Linked DNA regions of Mus musculus: regions 2, 3 and 4 are each linked to region 1. Evidence: chromatin contacts called from public Hi-C, HiChIP or PLAC-seq and Micro-C data. All regions are on one chromosome and are shown on one strand. Each heading gives the region's core, a stretch centred on a gene start, on an enhancer-like site or on the middle of the called end of the contact. The rest is flanking DNA. Distances are from core to core; before and after follow the strand shown. Region 1 holds the start of Pmepa1 (prostate transmembrane protein, androgen induced 1). Region 2 overlaps Gm30537 (a long non-coding RNA gene). Region 3 holds the start of Ctsz (cathepsin Z). Region 4 has its middle 9.0 kb from the start of Gnas.

Evidence for each region. A called contact is a pair of places that touch in the nucleus more often than the background predicts. HiChIP or PLAC-seq counts read pairs in DNA pulled down with a chosen protein or histone mark.
Region 2: a Hi-C map of B cells shows a contact between it and region 1, with 6 read pairs. The contact joins the enhancer-like site here to the promoter of Pmepa1 in region 1. A contact is called at or near these places in 4 of 39 promoter capture datasets (cranial neural crest, frontonasal cranial neural crest, hippocampal neurons and 1 more), 1 of 484 Hi-C or Micro-C datasets (B cells) and 3 of 115 datasets of contacts at active chromatin or transcription factors (embryonic forebrain, embryonic hindbrain and forebrain).
Region 3: a contact with region 1 is called in an H3K27ac HiChIP or PLAC-seq map of bone marrow-derived dendritic cells, with 6 times the contacts expected there. The contact joins the promoter of Ctsz here to the promoter of Pmepa1 in region 1. A contact is called at or near these places in 5 of 39 promoter capture datasets (hippocampal neurons, liver, pre-B cells and 1 more), 2 of 115 datasets of contacts at active chromatin or transcription factors (bone marrow-derived dendritic cells and pancreatic cancer cells) and 1 of 9 other capture datasets (liver).
Region 4: a contact with region 1 is called in a Micro-C map of embryonic stem cells, with 3 times the contacts expected there. The contact joins the enhancer-like site here to the promoter of Pmepa1 in region 1. A contact is called at or near these places in 11 of 39 promoter capture datasets (the 3T3-L1 cell line, the HPC-7 cell line, cranial neural crest and 6 more), 1 of 484 Hi-C or Micro-C datasets (embryonic stem cells) and 6 of 115 datasets of contacts at active chromatin or transcription factors (embryonic forebrain, embryonic limb bud, embryonic stem cells and 3 more).

What each region holds. Positions count from the first base shown.
Region 1 is chr2:173,275,015-173,278,382 of GRCm38.p6, forward strand. It overlaps Pmepa1 (prostate transmembrane protein, androgen induced 1), which reads right to left and starts at 1,519. Exons shown (of 4, transcript NM_022995.3): 1 at 1,074-1,519. The coding sequence starts at 1,170.
Region 2 is chr2:174,882,904-174,886,271 of GRCm38.p6, forward strand. The region is part of intron 2 of Gm30537 (a long non-coding RNA gene); the gene reads left to right. Among named protein-coding and RNA genes, the nearest start is that of Gm30537, 4.2 kb to the left of the region's middle. Within about 2 kb of position 1,553, at least 19 of the 459 cell types and tissues checked have an H3K27ac peak or open chromatin away from gene starts, as enhancers often do.
Region 3 is chr2:174,437,498-174,440,865 of GRCm38.p6, forward strand. Ctsz (cathepsin Z) reads right to left here and starts at 1,542. Exons shown (of 6, transcript NM_022325.5): 1 at 1,253-1,542; 2 at 668-831. The coding sequence starts at 1,401.
Region 4 is chr2:174,287,136-174,290,503 of GRCm38.p6, forward strand. It overlaps Gnasas1 and a transcript of Gnas not described here. Among named protein-coding and RNA genes, the nearest start is that of Gnas, 9.0 kb to the right of the region's middle. Within about 2 kb of position 1,681, at least 18 of the 459 cell types and tissues checked have an H3K27ac peak or open chromatin away from gene starts, as enhancers often do. A contact at or near this core is called in embryonic stem cells and stem cell-derived epiblast-like cells, where this site is marked.

The DNA.
Region 1 (3,368 bases), core at 269-2,768:
CTAAACAGAAAGGCAAAAGGTACCCCCTCCTCCCCAAAAATGTGGGTTAGGGGAGGAGCGCAGATTAGAGGCAGATGGTAGGGAATGAGGTTTCAATTCTCCACCCAACCCAACAGCCACCTGGGTGGGCCACACAAGGAAGTAGATGTTCGCTGATCTCAACTTCTGGAGGTGCAGGATGGGGTTCAAACGGGGCACTCACCACCCTGAGTCTACCACCTCCAAGGAGGTCTCAACACAAACAGCCCCAAAACTTTGACTCATTTGTAACCACCGTCCCAGCCAGAGTGAGCCAAGCAGTCCAGACAGAGGCTATTTATAGGAGTCCGGGACAGACATTCACAATGACACACACTGGGGATCCGCGGTGGGCTAGACGCGCCAGCGCTGAGCCCTGGATTCAGACACCTGAACACAAACGGTCCTTAAATCTGGCTGGATCCAGATCATATCCCCAACCCCCGCCACGAGCACACAGCAAATCAGTCACACTGAGATGCAGGAACACTCGGACACGCACTCGGCCGGCACAGACCGCGACTCTGAACCACAGACACCAAAAGACGCGCGGAGACTCAGACAGACAGACTAGCGCACTCTACATACGCACGGAAACCCGGGACGCATCGCCATGGCCACTCCAGACACACGCCAGGAGCCCCAGACACCTCCCGGGCCAGACAGTGTCTCCCCCGCCCGCTCCCCCGCCCAAAGTTGATAAAGAGCCTAATTGCTCCATCGCCGCGGCCCCTAGGGAAAACGGAATGGAAACTTCCCCGACCCGGCTCCCCTGGCCCTCCCAAGAGGCGCGACGTCCCCGCCGAGCCCCGGGTCCGAGTCGGGCCGGGCGGGGCGCGCGCGGCGGGGACCGTGCCAGGCTCGCAGCGCCGCGGGACAAAGCCGGGCCGGCCGCCAGCTGCCGCGAGCCTCCGGGAGGGCGCGCCCCGGGCGCGGCGAGCGCAACCGGGGAGCCTGGGCGAGGCAGGCGCGCGGCCCCCGAGTCCCCACGCGATCCCGATGTCCCGGGCCGGGGATCCCACGGGGCTGTCCCGGGGGGAACAGGGCACACTCACTGATCTCCATGCTGGGGAACAAAGAGCGCTGGCAGTTGCACGCGCAGGAGACATTGGGCTGCCCGGCGGCGGCGGCGGCGGTGCCGTTGACCCCCATCAAGCGGTCACGGGCGGCGCGGGGCGCGAGGCGCGGGGCGCGGGGGCGGCTCCGGCCGGCGCGCGGGGCTCGGGCCCCGCATACAGCGAGCAGCGCGGCGCGGGCTCGGGGCGCCGCCGAGGTCCCCGAGGCGAGCTGGGTCCCCCGGCCGCCGAGCGGGAGCCCCGGGGCGGCGGGCCGTGGCCGCGGGCGGCGTGCGGGGCACGGGCGGGCGGCCGGGGCACGGGGCCGCCGGGCTCAGCCTGCGCGCCGGCCGATCCGCAGCTGAGCGCCGCCGCCCGCTCCTCATTCAAGTCCAAGGAGATCGGGTTGCGCCGCGCGCCCGCGGTCGGAGGCAGGCAGACGGTCTGACGTCAGCGCTAGACGGGGCTGCCGGTTCCCACCGCGCGGGGGCCGCGGAGGGGGCGCGCGCTGCGCCAATCCCCGCCGACGGCCCCCGCACCCTCCTCGGCCCGGGGGGCGGGCCCGTCGCTCGCGGGGCGGGCTCTTAAAGGGCCCGAGCCTAGCGTCCATGTAGACCGGTCGCCGGCGCTGCGTAGACCCAGCGCCCTCGAGACTCCGCAGGCCCGGTCCGCGGGAGCCCCCGTGCCTGCGGCGGTCACAACACAGAACAAGAATCAAGACGAAAAGTTAAGGTGTTCTCCTCTCCAACTCCTGCCCCTGGGGCCCTCCACCCAGGCTTTTGGGGGCACCCGAAGACTATAAGGTTTCTGGGGCGCCTTGGAAGAGTTTAATGCATGGAGATCAGAGCATGGAGGGTCTGGAGTAAAGACCCATCCATAGCTGTATTTCTCAGGAGACTGAGAATTAGTCTGAGCCCCTCCGCAACCCCCAACCCCGCGCGGCTCTTTAACTGGGCCTTTTGGATAGACTGGAATTTCTGTAGACACGCCCCGAGAAGCGCCCCCTGGTCCTTGCCTTGTAAATTAGTGCCCGGGACTGGGGGTGAGAGTGTGTGTGTGTGTGTGTGTGTGTGTGTGTGTTACTATTATGGGACACCCAAGCAGTTACACACCCTCACCCTCTATCTGCCGCCCCAAGGGCCACCGACTGGGTTGTGTGGCTCAGAGTGTAAAAGGGGGTCAAGGGAGGGTGCTTTTTGTTCATTAAGTTTTAATTAATTACTGGAGAGCTATGGGAACCCGTGCTCTGGCTTCAAAGATATTAAACTGTTACATAAGAGGCCTCCCATCCCTAGCGCAAAGCCAGCCTCAAATATGAAGTACGCCTCCTTGACCCATTCCTAAACTTTCAGTCGCCTGGCGTGCCTACTGTGTGCCAGAAGCACACCAGATAGTAATGTCTCCCATAGCAACTTGGGGAGACAAATTATTATTTGGCTTCATTTTACAGCCAGAGAAAGTGTTCGGTTCAGCTAAGCACAGCGGTGAAGGCTCAGGAAGACGGAGCCTAAGTTCTGCACAGCCTGATGGAGTACCTGTCCCTGCCCACGAGGGATCCAAGGACTTTAAGGGGCTGTGTCCCTTGTCATTAAAGAAGGGGAAAGCTTTCACAGGTTTTTGTTATTTATTTTTAATAGACTGGTGAATAGGTGAAGCTGAGAGAATAGTTTTCAGAGCAGCCCAGGAAGTGGGTTCCTCTGCCTAACCTTCCGTGACCTTCCTGGAGGAGCCACCGCGGAGCCCAGTGTCCTCCCAGAGGGAGGTTCCAAGGTGCTTAGTCCATTTGTTTGAAATAGCAGCTCAATCTTGCTTTTTGTTTTTAATATTTATTTTTTTATATATGTATGAATGCTTTGCCTGTGCGTGTCTATGCGACGTGTGTGTCCTTTATGTCAAAGGCCAGAAGGCCATTGATCGATCCTCTGGGAACTGGAGTTACAGATGGTTGTGAGCCACCGTGAGGGTGCTGGAAACTGAACCCAGGTCCTCTGGAAGAACAGTAAAGTACTGTTAAGGGTTGAGCCATTGCTCCAGCTATAAGCTCAGTCTTAAAGCCAGGACAGGGCAGGGGATTCATTTGTTCTTGTTCTAACGCAGGTGGCAACTGTGTCTCTTCCCCACGAGTGCGGGGCCCCAGCCTCACAGTCTTTCAAGATTGGCTAGTTTTAAATGGATCTTGGCAAAGGAAAGGAAGGCTCAGCTGCATCAGGACTGTTCAGTTCTGGGAAGGGGTTGGCGGGATGCTTTGCAAAATCAAAAGGTGGGGGAGATTTACAAAAACATTTTGTAAGTTGG
Region 2 (3,368 bases), core at 303-2,802, 1.6 Mb after region 1:
CCCCGTATCTCTCTGCCTAGCTCTTTTCCATATCTCAGGGTGTAGAATACCTTCCCTTCTGTGTTTCCAAGCCCTTACCACATTTGTCTTTCGTGGCAGACATATTTGTTATGCTCTCAACCATGGGCAGAGGGCACATCCCCAAGTCACAGGGCAGAAGCACGAAGACGAGTCCAGTCTGGGAGAACGTGGCCCAGCTGTCATGGAAATAGACTGTTTTAGTTGCTTGGTGGGCTGAGCAGAACTGACAGGTCCTTTGGCTGCCATCTTGTCTCTCATGAGGAGCTCTGCCCAGAACCGAGATTGACCCTGGGGATCACATACAAGTTCCTTACTAGGAAGATCATACCAAGAAACACCAGAACAGGATGGCGAATGAGACAAGGAAGGCAAGATGACAATGAACTGTGTCCCTACCAAGCAAGGGACCCATGTGTGCTCGTGGAGCATCCCTACCAAACTGGGGAAGGACGGCAGGCTGTTTCCTCCCTGTCTGCTCATCAGCAAAGAAAACCCAGTGTAGACTCCTGGGACACACACACACACACACACACACACACACACACACGCTGTCATTCATGGTCAGTGTTCCTTGGCATGTGGCAGCAAGAATGGAGAGGGGACACGATTTCCGTCTCACTCGGTACAAAGGAGAAAACGGATTTCAGCAAACAGACAGACAAATATGACCTACTCTGTGTTGTTCTTCTGAGCTGGTCACTCAAAACCAGACATGGCTTCCTTTCAAAAGTATCGAAGCCCCTTTTGCTCCTTCCTTTCTTCTTTTCTTGATTTCCTGCCTCCCCCTTCCTTTCCCTTCCTCCTTCCATCTCCCTTCCTCTTCCCACTCATCCTCCCTTCCTCTCTCCCTCCCCCCTCTTCTTCACAGCCCTATCTTACAGGCTTTGTGCTGCTTGCCTGCAGCAGGACACCAGCAGACTCCATGACGTTAAGCTACTAAGGAGTTTTTAAAATACGTAATTTATTTTTAAACAGGGAAAAATTTATATTTACTTCCAAGTTCTGGTCTGGGGTACTCTTTCTGGAACACAGAAGCATATTTACAAGTGGGAATTATTTGCCCACTGTTGCTGTCCACGTGCAGGTATGTGTGTGTGTGTCTGGTGGGGATGACACGTCACTCCTGGGAACCCAGGACATGAGAGGAAAACCAGAGGGGCGATTGCCTTTGCCTTTCAAGGGACCTTCTGCGGTATGAACACAAACACAGCCGATCCATCTTCCCTCCAACTTTAATCATGGTTTGGTGAAAGCCCCAGGGACTCATTCCCTTGCCTAACCTTCAAGCCAGATTTACAAGTCAAGGAACGTTAAAGTGAATTAATTCCCTTCTTAAATACAAGCACGGGAGAGCACATAAAAGGGAAGAGAGGGCTCTTACTGAAAAGGTTACCAGCGAAGGGCTCTGAATTATTCTTTCCTTTGCTCACCTCCGACGTATTTGAAGCCATATGCACCAAGCCATTTACATAGTTTCTATGGAGAGCCCCTCCCTCCGCCTCTCTCGAAGCTCTGATCCACACACAGCCTTGACAGGGAGGTACATTATTCTTCATCATCTTCAAGGGTAGAGCAGGGCAGAGCCTCTGCCTCTCCATTCTGGAATGGGCTTTTAATTGCCTTCCTGTTCCAGATGATTTTTCTGCCGTTAGTTCCGGCGTCTGAGAAGGTAAATGTTTGTGCGCCATGCGCAGTCGGCTGTGCATTTTCTTTGTGGACCCCTTTCGTCAGTAGCTCGCTCCAGCAGAGCCATCCCAGCAGAGCTTCTCCTCAGCCTTTCCTATTGCCTGTCAACCAGCCTGGGTTGGAATACATCGATTTCAAGGGAGGTCTGCAGGGAAGGAAGGGGAGATAAAATGCCCACCCTGCTCCTTTCAAACAGTAGACTTGAAAACAACAGGGCAGAAAAACATTAGGGAGAGAGAGCAGGAGACCCCATTACCGAACCTTTTCCACATCAGACTGTGGTTTTTAAGTTCTGCCTACAGATACATGCTGGAAAAGCAAGACCTGGGCTGAAGAAGTCAGGCCAGCCTGCAGCCCATGCTGCTTTGGAATGAAAGCGCCAGTTACAGACAGAGAGAAGGAGAGGCCCCTGGAGCCATAGTTTATCCAACGTATTGGATCCAGATTTCAGAAACCACAAAAATGTCTTCCCAGAGAGCAAAGATGGGACACTTACTTTAGAGCTCCCAAAGTGGAAAGAAACTTACAGTGAAGACAGTCCTGTGAAACTTAGACAAAGCTAACCCCAGGACAGAGGGCAGCTTCAGGCTGGGCCTGGTTAGGAAAGATGACTAGTACCTATGTCCAAGGGAAGCAGGGGCCTCTGGAATGAAGTTGTTTATCTACCCAGGAGTAAGAGATTCAGAAATTGGAACCAACTCTTTGAGCAGAACAAGAGTGCTTTTAAAAATCTGATCCTGATCATTACACATGCCCAGCTAACTCATCCATCCTGCGAGGCCCTGGCTGGGGACTATCTGGAGCTATTTGAGTTCGTCCTAGATGAACAAATGAAGGCTTTCATCTTTTCAGAGCTCAGGGGCAATGGTAGGACACCAGCAGAGATACATAAGGCCCAGAGAGGATCTCCTAGTCTCTGCCTAGAAGTAACCGGTAATTCATTTGCTTCCTGCTAGAAGGAAGAAAATGACTCCTACATGTAATGGTTGGTTTGCTCAACTTGGCACAATGTAGAGTTACCTAAGAAGGGACCTCAATGAGGAGTCGTCTAGACCAAGTTACTTGTGGACATGTCTGGACACTTGCCTTGTATTAATTGTGGTGGGGAGATGCACACACAGTGGGTGCCTCCATTCCCTAGGAAGAGGATTGATAAGTGTGTAAGAGTGAGAGAAAGTGAGTCAAACAGAAATAGATATGTATTAACTCTCTCTCTCTGCTCTTGACTACGGCTGTGACATTAGTTGCTTCAAGTTCCTGCCTCTCTCTCTCTCTCTCTCTCTCTCTCTCTCTCTCTCTCTCTGTGTGTGTGTGTGTGTGTGTTTCTCTCTGTGTGTCTTTCTCTATCTCTCTGTCTCTCTGTGTGTCTGTCTGTCTGTCTCTCTCTGTCTCTGTCTCTGTCTCCCTCTTTCTCTCTCTCTCACTCACTAACTTGTACACCTAAGCCCAGGAGCCAGAATATTCGTCAATGAACCCAGTCACTGTTGTTGGGTCCATTGCAGACTCCTGGGCCTCAAAGTTACAGGAGATCTGGTGACAGAGCAGAGACTAGAGTCTGGGGACATGGCTCAGGTAGTGCAGTGCCTGTAGAACAAGCATGGAGACATGAATTAAGGTTCCCAGCACCCAGATAAAAAGTCTGGTGTGGCAGTGTGAGCCTG
Region 3 (3,368 bases), core at 292-2,791, 1.2 Mb after region 1:
GAGTCCCACTCCCAGGCAGGAGACTCCCTTCCCCATTGGTTTCCAGGAACCACCTCTGGGGATGGCAAAGCTGAATCTCCATGCTACAGGTAGATTGGCACTCCCTGGCTCCTGCTTCCTCTACCAAGGAAGGGCACAGCAGCCCTCTGGGGCCTCTCTCTTCCTACTGAATGAACTTCTACTTGACTCTTGGGCGGCCAGGCTAAGGTTCGAAGAAGAGAGCTGGGGGGGCCATTTCGTACTGGGGAACATGTTCACCTCAAATGCCAGCTGCTACTGAGAAGCAGTTTCACTTCCACGCCCCACAAACCAACTGTGAACTCAGTGATTTTGCAACACCGGTCCCATGGTTCTCAATGGCTGAAGTCACAAGTTCTGAGGAAGGGAAGGTTCCTGGGAGCCACTTGTCACCAGATTCCAGCCCAAGCCTGTCCCACAGAGGCCCTAGTAGGCCCACAGGAGAGAACTCCAGAATGACACAGCCACCTCACTCTGGCTGAGGGGAAATCCAAGTCTGAATCATGGTACAGGGCCATGGGCCCCTGTAGCCCCGGGCTATGGCTATCATGGCTCACCTAAAGGTAGATTGGATGGTGAAGTGCAGCCACCCACCTGGCCAAGATACTGGCCCTGCCCTAGGCTTAGCATGGAGCGCCAGGCCACCTACCTGCCATGGCACTGGTGCTGCCGTGGGCCCAGCAGGAACCACAGTACTGTGGGATGTGCTGGTTCCTGGTGACGCTGGCATAGTTGACACCGTTCACATTTCTCCAGTCCCAATTCTTGGGGAGATCCGCTGGGGACAGGTACTCATGCGGCCGAGGATAAGTCCTGGGAGGACATCATGGCAATGGAAACCAACTCTGGAACGCATAGGGCCTCCCCTCTCCCTACCCCCACCAGGGCCACAAATCCAGTCATTTCTCCTGTTGGCCTTCTTCCCAAACTGTGGTCGGTTCAGAACTTGACCCAGAAGAGCCACCAGCAGAACCCAGGACTATTGGAAGCTGAATGTGACAGAGCATCTCCGAAATACGCTAATGCTCACTAACAAAGGCAGTAGAGGCGAGAACTGCCCAAACCAGCAAACCCCAGAGCTCCCCGGATGTGAAAATCATCCCAAAAGGAAGGGATGGGATTTGTGCTTCCCAGGCCTAATGAGGGAGGATGGGGCAAGGTCCCAAGTGTCAGGGGGTGCGCGCCTGGCCTAGAAGTTGACCCTTTTCCTCCCTAGGCACAGCCCCGCGCCCACCTGCGCCCCAGCAGAGCCAGCTGGTCCCCGCGAATGGGATGGTAGCAAGTCTGGCCCGAGCGGAAGTAGAGTCTGGCCCGTGCCGCACTCGCCAACAGCAACATCAGCAGCACCAGGGGCAGCTGCTGCACCGACCCCGACGACGCCATGCTCCTGCTCCGGGCCAATTCGGATCCTGGATCACGCGCAGCACCTTCGACCTCTTGACCCGACCCGCAGGCCCACGCGCTCGGGACGCCCCGCCCGGTCCTTTAGGAGGCGCCCAAGTTGGACACACCCCGAGGGCGGGGCCTTCCCCGCTGCTCCTGCCCCCGCCCCGCCCCGCTCGGCAGCCCCCAGGAGATAATCTGCCTCACTAGGAATCAAACAACCGGATCAGCAGAACCTGGGGTCACACAACCAGACCCCAGACCTGACAGTGCCACCAGCCATTGTGATAACACGGACTGACAGCAAAACTTAAGTTTACTATTCAGAGACCCAGGCATCCTGGAGCAGGGTAGGGCTCAGCAGGCTTCCATTGGCCCACTCAGCCCAGATTCTTTTGTTTCTCTGCTCTGGAGTGTGGTGCAGTGTCCCATTAGGTTAGGTCTCCCTAGGAGCGCACAGAGATATCCTGAGGCTGGAAGAAGGTGTGGGTCATACCCAGCATTGGACTCTAGCCTGGCTTTCTGAGCCCCTCCTCTCCACCCCCCAAGACCCAGGCTTTTCCTGAAGAGACAGCTCTCCTTCACAGAGAAGGATCCTTCCAGGATTACTCTTTTCTTTTTTCTTTTTTTTCTTTTTTTTCACTTGGCACATATATCGTGAGTCCCTGGGGTTCTGGAAAGGGTCCCTGCTAACCAGACTCTTCCAAGATGAGGAACTGAGAAAGAAGTGGGACCTGGCCAGCCTAGGTTTCGTAATGGGAGAATTTCCCCTTCCCCCTGTGCCCCGTGAGCTATTGTCAGCAGTCCCAGGCCACAAAGCTATCTCTTCTTCTGTAAGAAACATCCCCTGGTGTTTTATCTCAGGCTCTCTCCAGGTGGTGGGTGTGAGATTCCTGATGCGCGATGGCCAGTGGGGCTACAGCCATTCCTCTGTCTGTGGATAGGGGCAGTCAGAAATCATAATGGCTGTCTTGCTGCCTGCCTTTCCAGATCACCCAGGATTCCAACAAGACTCAAAAGCCTGCTGGATACCTCCTGTCAGAGAGCAGAACAAGACCTCAGAAGCAAACTTGGGGCTACCCTTAACAACGCAAGAGTTTTGTTCCCTGTTGCTATAAAGTAGTCACGGAGGCAAATGAACACTGGCATCTGTATGTTGAAATCTTTCATCCTGGGGGGTCATGGCAACCTCTCCCTTCTGCTGGGTGGTAAGTAGCCTGGTAGGAATGAGGGCCTCCCAAGGCCCAGGCAGAGACCTGAGTTCCCTAAGCCAGTTCTCCCCAGTAGTGACCATGCATTGACCTTAGAGCCCTTCGGTCCACTCTGGGGGAGTGTCGCCTCCCACGTGGGTTCCACATGGGCTCTCTCTCGCAGGAAGGGGACAATTGGTCTTGGCGATTCTATGGCATCCCACAGGCAAGGTCTAGTGAAGAGCACAATAGGGCAGCAGCGTTTATCGGGAGAGTGTGTACTCAGTGTGCTCACGGTCCCAAGTTCAATCCCTGGCACAGATAACGAGCAAATGAATGAGTGGAGTTTTAAAATTAACAAAATATACACTTTAAATAATGTGTCGTCTATGTGTGCCTATATGTTATATGTGTGCATGAGTCTGGGTGTCCTTGGAGGCCGGAAGAGCATACCCAGCACCATGGAACTGGAGTTAGAAGCTGCTGTGAGCCAATAGATGTGGGTGCTGAGAACAGAGCTCTGGCCCTCTGGAAGGGCAGTCTGTGTGCTCAACTTCTGAATTAGTTAATTAGCTAATTAATTAATTAAAATGAATGAAAGGAAGGAAAGAAGGAAGAAAGGAAGAGCTGAAAATATTTTGTGAGTAACAGAGGTTGTCGTCCCCCCCCCAGAAGCCAGCCAGGGGCGGCTTTTCTTCTTCTTCTTCTTCTTCTTCTTCTTCTTCTTCTTCTTCTTCTTCTTCTTCTTCTTCTTCTTCTTCTTCTTCTTCTTCTTCT
Region 4 (3,368 bases), core at 431-2,930, 1.0 Mb after region 1:
AAGGAGGCGGGGGCTTTTGGGTTGAAAGCGTGAAATTGCCTAAGTGAGACATTATTTTTCCTAAGTTAAAATGCTCGGCAACGAAAAAGATGACGTGACGTTTTCTTGACGTTAGGTACCTTTATGTCTTGTAATGTAGCCTGAGTTTACCAAGCAACAGGTTTCTAGTTAACAGGTGGAGAAGCCGCACTTTTTTTTCAGCAGTTAGATTTTTTTTTCATTAGCTAAAAATTAGGATGCTGCCTTGTTGCTGGGATAAATAAAAATTTAAAAGTGTCTCCAGTTTCTATAACCACCACCTCACGCTGTTCTTATAGAAGCCTAGAGCCTGGCAAGGTGGTGCAAACCTCTAATCTCAGCGGGGGTCGGGTGGGGATGGGGAGGCAGGTGGATCTCTGTGAGTTCTAGGCCAGCCTGCTCTACAGAGCAAGTTCCCGAACTGCCAGGACTGCACAGAGAAACCCCGTTTCCGGGAAAAAACAAAAACAAACACCCTCTCCCCCCGCCAACAAACCAAATTTAAAAACAACACAACAATAGCTACAAAAGAAGCCCAAGTGAGCAGTGTAAGAGAGGCTCATACCCGGGGTATTCAAACAGGAACGCGCATTTTGCTTTCTATTAGTAACCTTGCACTGTCTACCTGAGTCACAGCAGACGCTTTAGTCCAGCCTGCTACCGGCCCGCACAACCCTCCCCTCCCTCTCAGCACCTCCCCCTCCCTAGCGCCATCCTGACTCCAGGTAAAAAAACCTCGGCGGGCTATATAGGAGCACACCACCCTTGGGAGAGCCCCACCACCCACACAAGAGGTTTTGATAAAACACCCATCCCAAGGCCATTTTCTGTGAAATAGTTCATTCGCTCACTAGGCTCAGGATTTTACTTTTCCAGGGCTTTTCTAGCAGGTCCTCAAACATCCCTAACTAGCCCTTTGTCTCACCCTGTTAAAGCGGGGTTAGCATTTGAATGGACTGGCAAGCCCTTTCCCTCCGTAGGTAGACTGGCTGAGGGAGATGCACGTGGGACAAGTGGGGGTCGGTGACAAAGCTAGTTAAACTGCCTTCCAAGAGCTTTTGGATCTTTAGCTGCATTAATCGTTTGCTTAATGGGAAAACTTCCTTCTGTGGTGGAAGGGTGCGATTATTGAGTGTCTTTTAAGTGATTTTCTTTTTTAAAATTATGTGGCAATGTTCAAATACCGTGTGGTGGCAAATGCCAGATGTAAGTACTGTTTAGTTTATCAGTAAAACTTTTAATTTTATTTGTGAGAATTGGAGAATGAGATGGGAGGTGTAAACTCTAGGATTGATTTGTAAGTGTGTTTTTTTGTTTGCTTTTTTATGTGCCTGAAGCCTTTTATCCTCTGGGATTGCTTACAACCTTTGACTCTTTAGCCTACATTTTAGCAGCTGTGTCCCCTTAACGAGAAACTTGAAACATCAGAACTGGTAAGAATAAAGTTTTTTTTTTTTAATGGATTTACTTAATTTCTCCTTTTGTCATGTCAAAAGAAAAGAGGATGAGGAAACTGAGCAGAGACAACGGTGTGGGGGCAAGCAGGACAGCAGCCCATCACAAAAGCAACAAAAGCAAGTCATGATAATCAATTGTTCAGGGCCAGAGACCAGTGATGTCACCTTGTTAGCTCAAATACTGCTTCCTCTGAAGTCCCACTTAGTAACAAGATGAGAAACTCAGGCCATACCTTTGATCCCGTGCTCCACATGAGGGAAGGAATGTCCTGTTGTGGGGTTTGGCCACTAATTAACCTAACTCCCAAACCCAGACAGAATGAGAAACCAGCAGACTGAGACAAAAGGCATAAGATACTGGGTGAGCCCAGGGTGCCTCTTTCCCACCTTGCTGACTGCCTCCGGTCTTCCCTCACACCCCTCTGCCTCAGTTTCTTCTTAAAGTGTGCTAGCAGAACAAAATCGTTCTCTCTCTGGTGTCAGAAGGGCAGAGCCGCACCTCTAGCTCCAGCGACGTTCCCAAATCTCAAATGTTTGACTAAATAAAAAGCACTAACTGTGAAGAAGTGTGTTTGTGTTGTCAAGACTCACTGCGTCCAGTCCTGGGGGCGGGGTTGGGGAGTGTGAGCGAGCACTCCTAAGAGCACCTATCAATGCTATGTTGTGCTGTTCCCGAATTCTCCCCCTGTGGTTAGTGTCTAGAATGAACCTTCCAGAACCCAGTTGGTACAAGCCCATTAGGGATGCTAGCTACGAAATATGGGAGACAGCAAGCTGACAGTACAGGTTAAGTAATGGCTTAGAGGCTCTAGATAGTTGGGATAAACGGGGAAGTGTTTCACCTCCTGTCCATTATCATTCCCTCCCAGGGGCTTTTTTTCCAGCCATATCCAGCCAGTGGTTCCTGTCTCCAGTTTTAGTACTCACATCTTTTTATATGCTGCAAGGCCTGGTAATAGCTAAGCTCACTCTCACACACACCACAAACATGCACACACGTATCAAACACATGCACGTACTCATACAAACACACCAGACACTCAATACTCATACCCCAGATACCTCTCACATGCACAAACACCACACTCATCCACACACATACCCGACACATGCACCTACTCATCCACAAACACGACAGACACTCATGCTCACACACAAGCACACACTCATCCACACACATACCCGACACATGCACCTACTCATCCACAAACACACGACAGACACTCATGCTCACACACAAGCACACACTCATCCACACACACACACACACAAACATCACAGTCATACACCACACACACTCACAAGCACACCAGACATACTCATACACACACACTCATACACACAAGCACACCCACAATTATACACACACCAGACACTCATATACAAATGTACCCACTCATACACATAAACACAGCCACTCACACAAGCACACCATACTCATACACACACAAACACACCCACACTCACTCCCCCATATGTATGTATACATACATACACACACACACACACCAGACACACACAAGCAAGCACACCACACTCATACACACCCACACTCATATGCACAGCAGACATACACCACACACTCACCCCCAGACACAAACACACAGCCAAATTTGGCTCCACTGCTGAGGCAAACAAAGCAAACACTTCTCCCAATAATCGGCTCTGCAAATTGACTTTTTATTGACCATTTATTTATTTCATGTTTTAACCCCTTTGGGGCATTTAAAAATTTGGTCTAATTTTACTAGTGTTTGTTTTCTCCAAGTCTCCTAGATAGGGAGCCCCAGCCCAGCCATGAAGCAGAACAGCTGGCATGGTGAGGACCAGAGGACAGACATAGCCTAGTGACTTGGATCCCCTGAGTGCAGGTGTCTGCAGTGCAGAGCAACA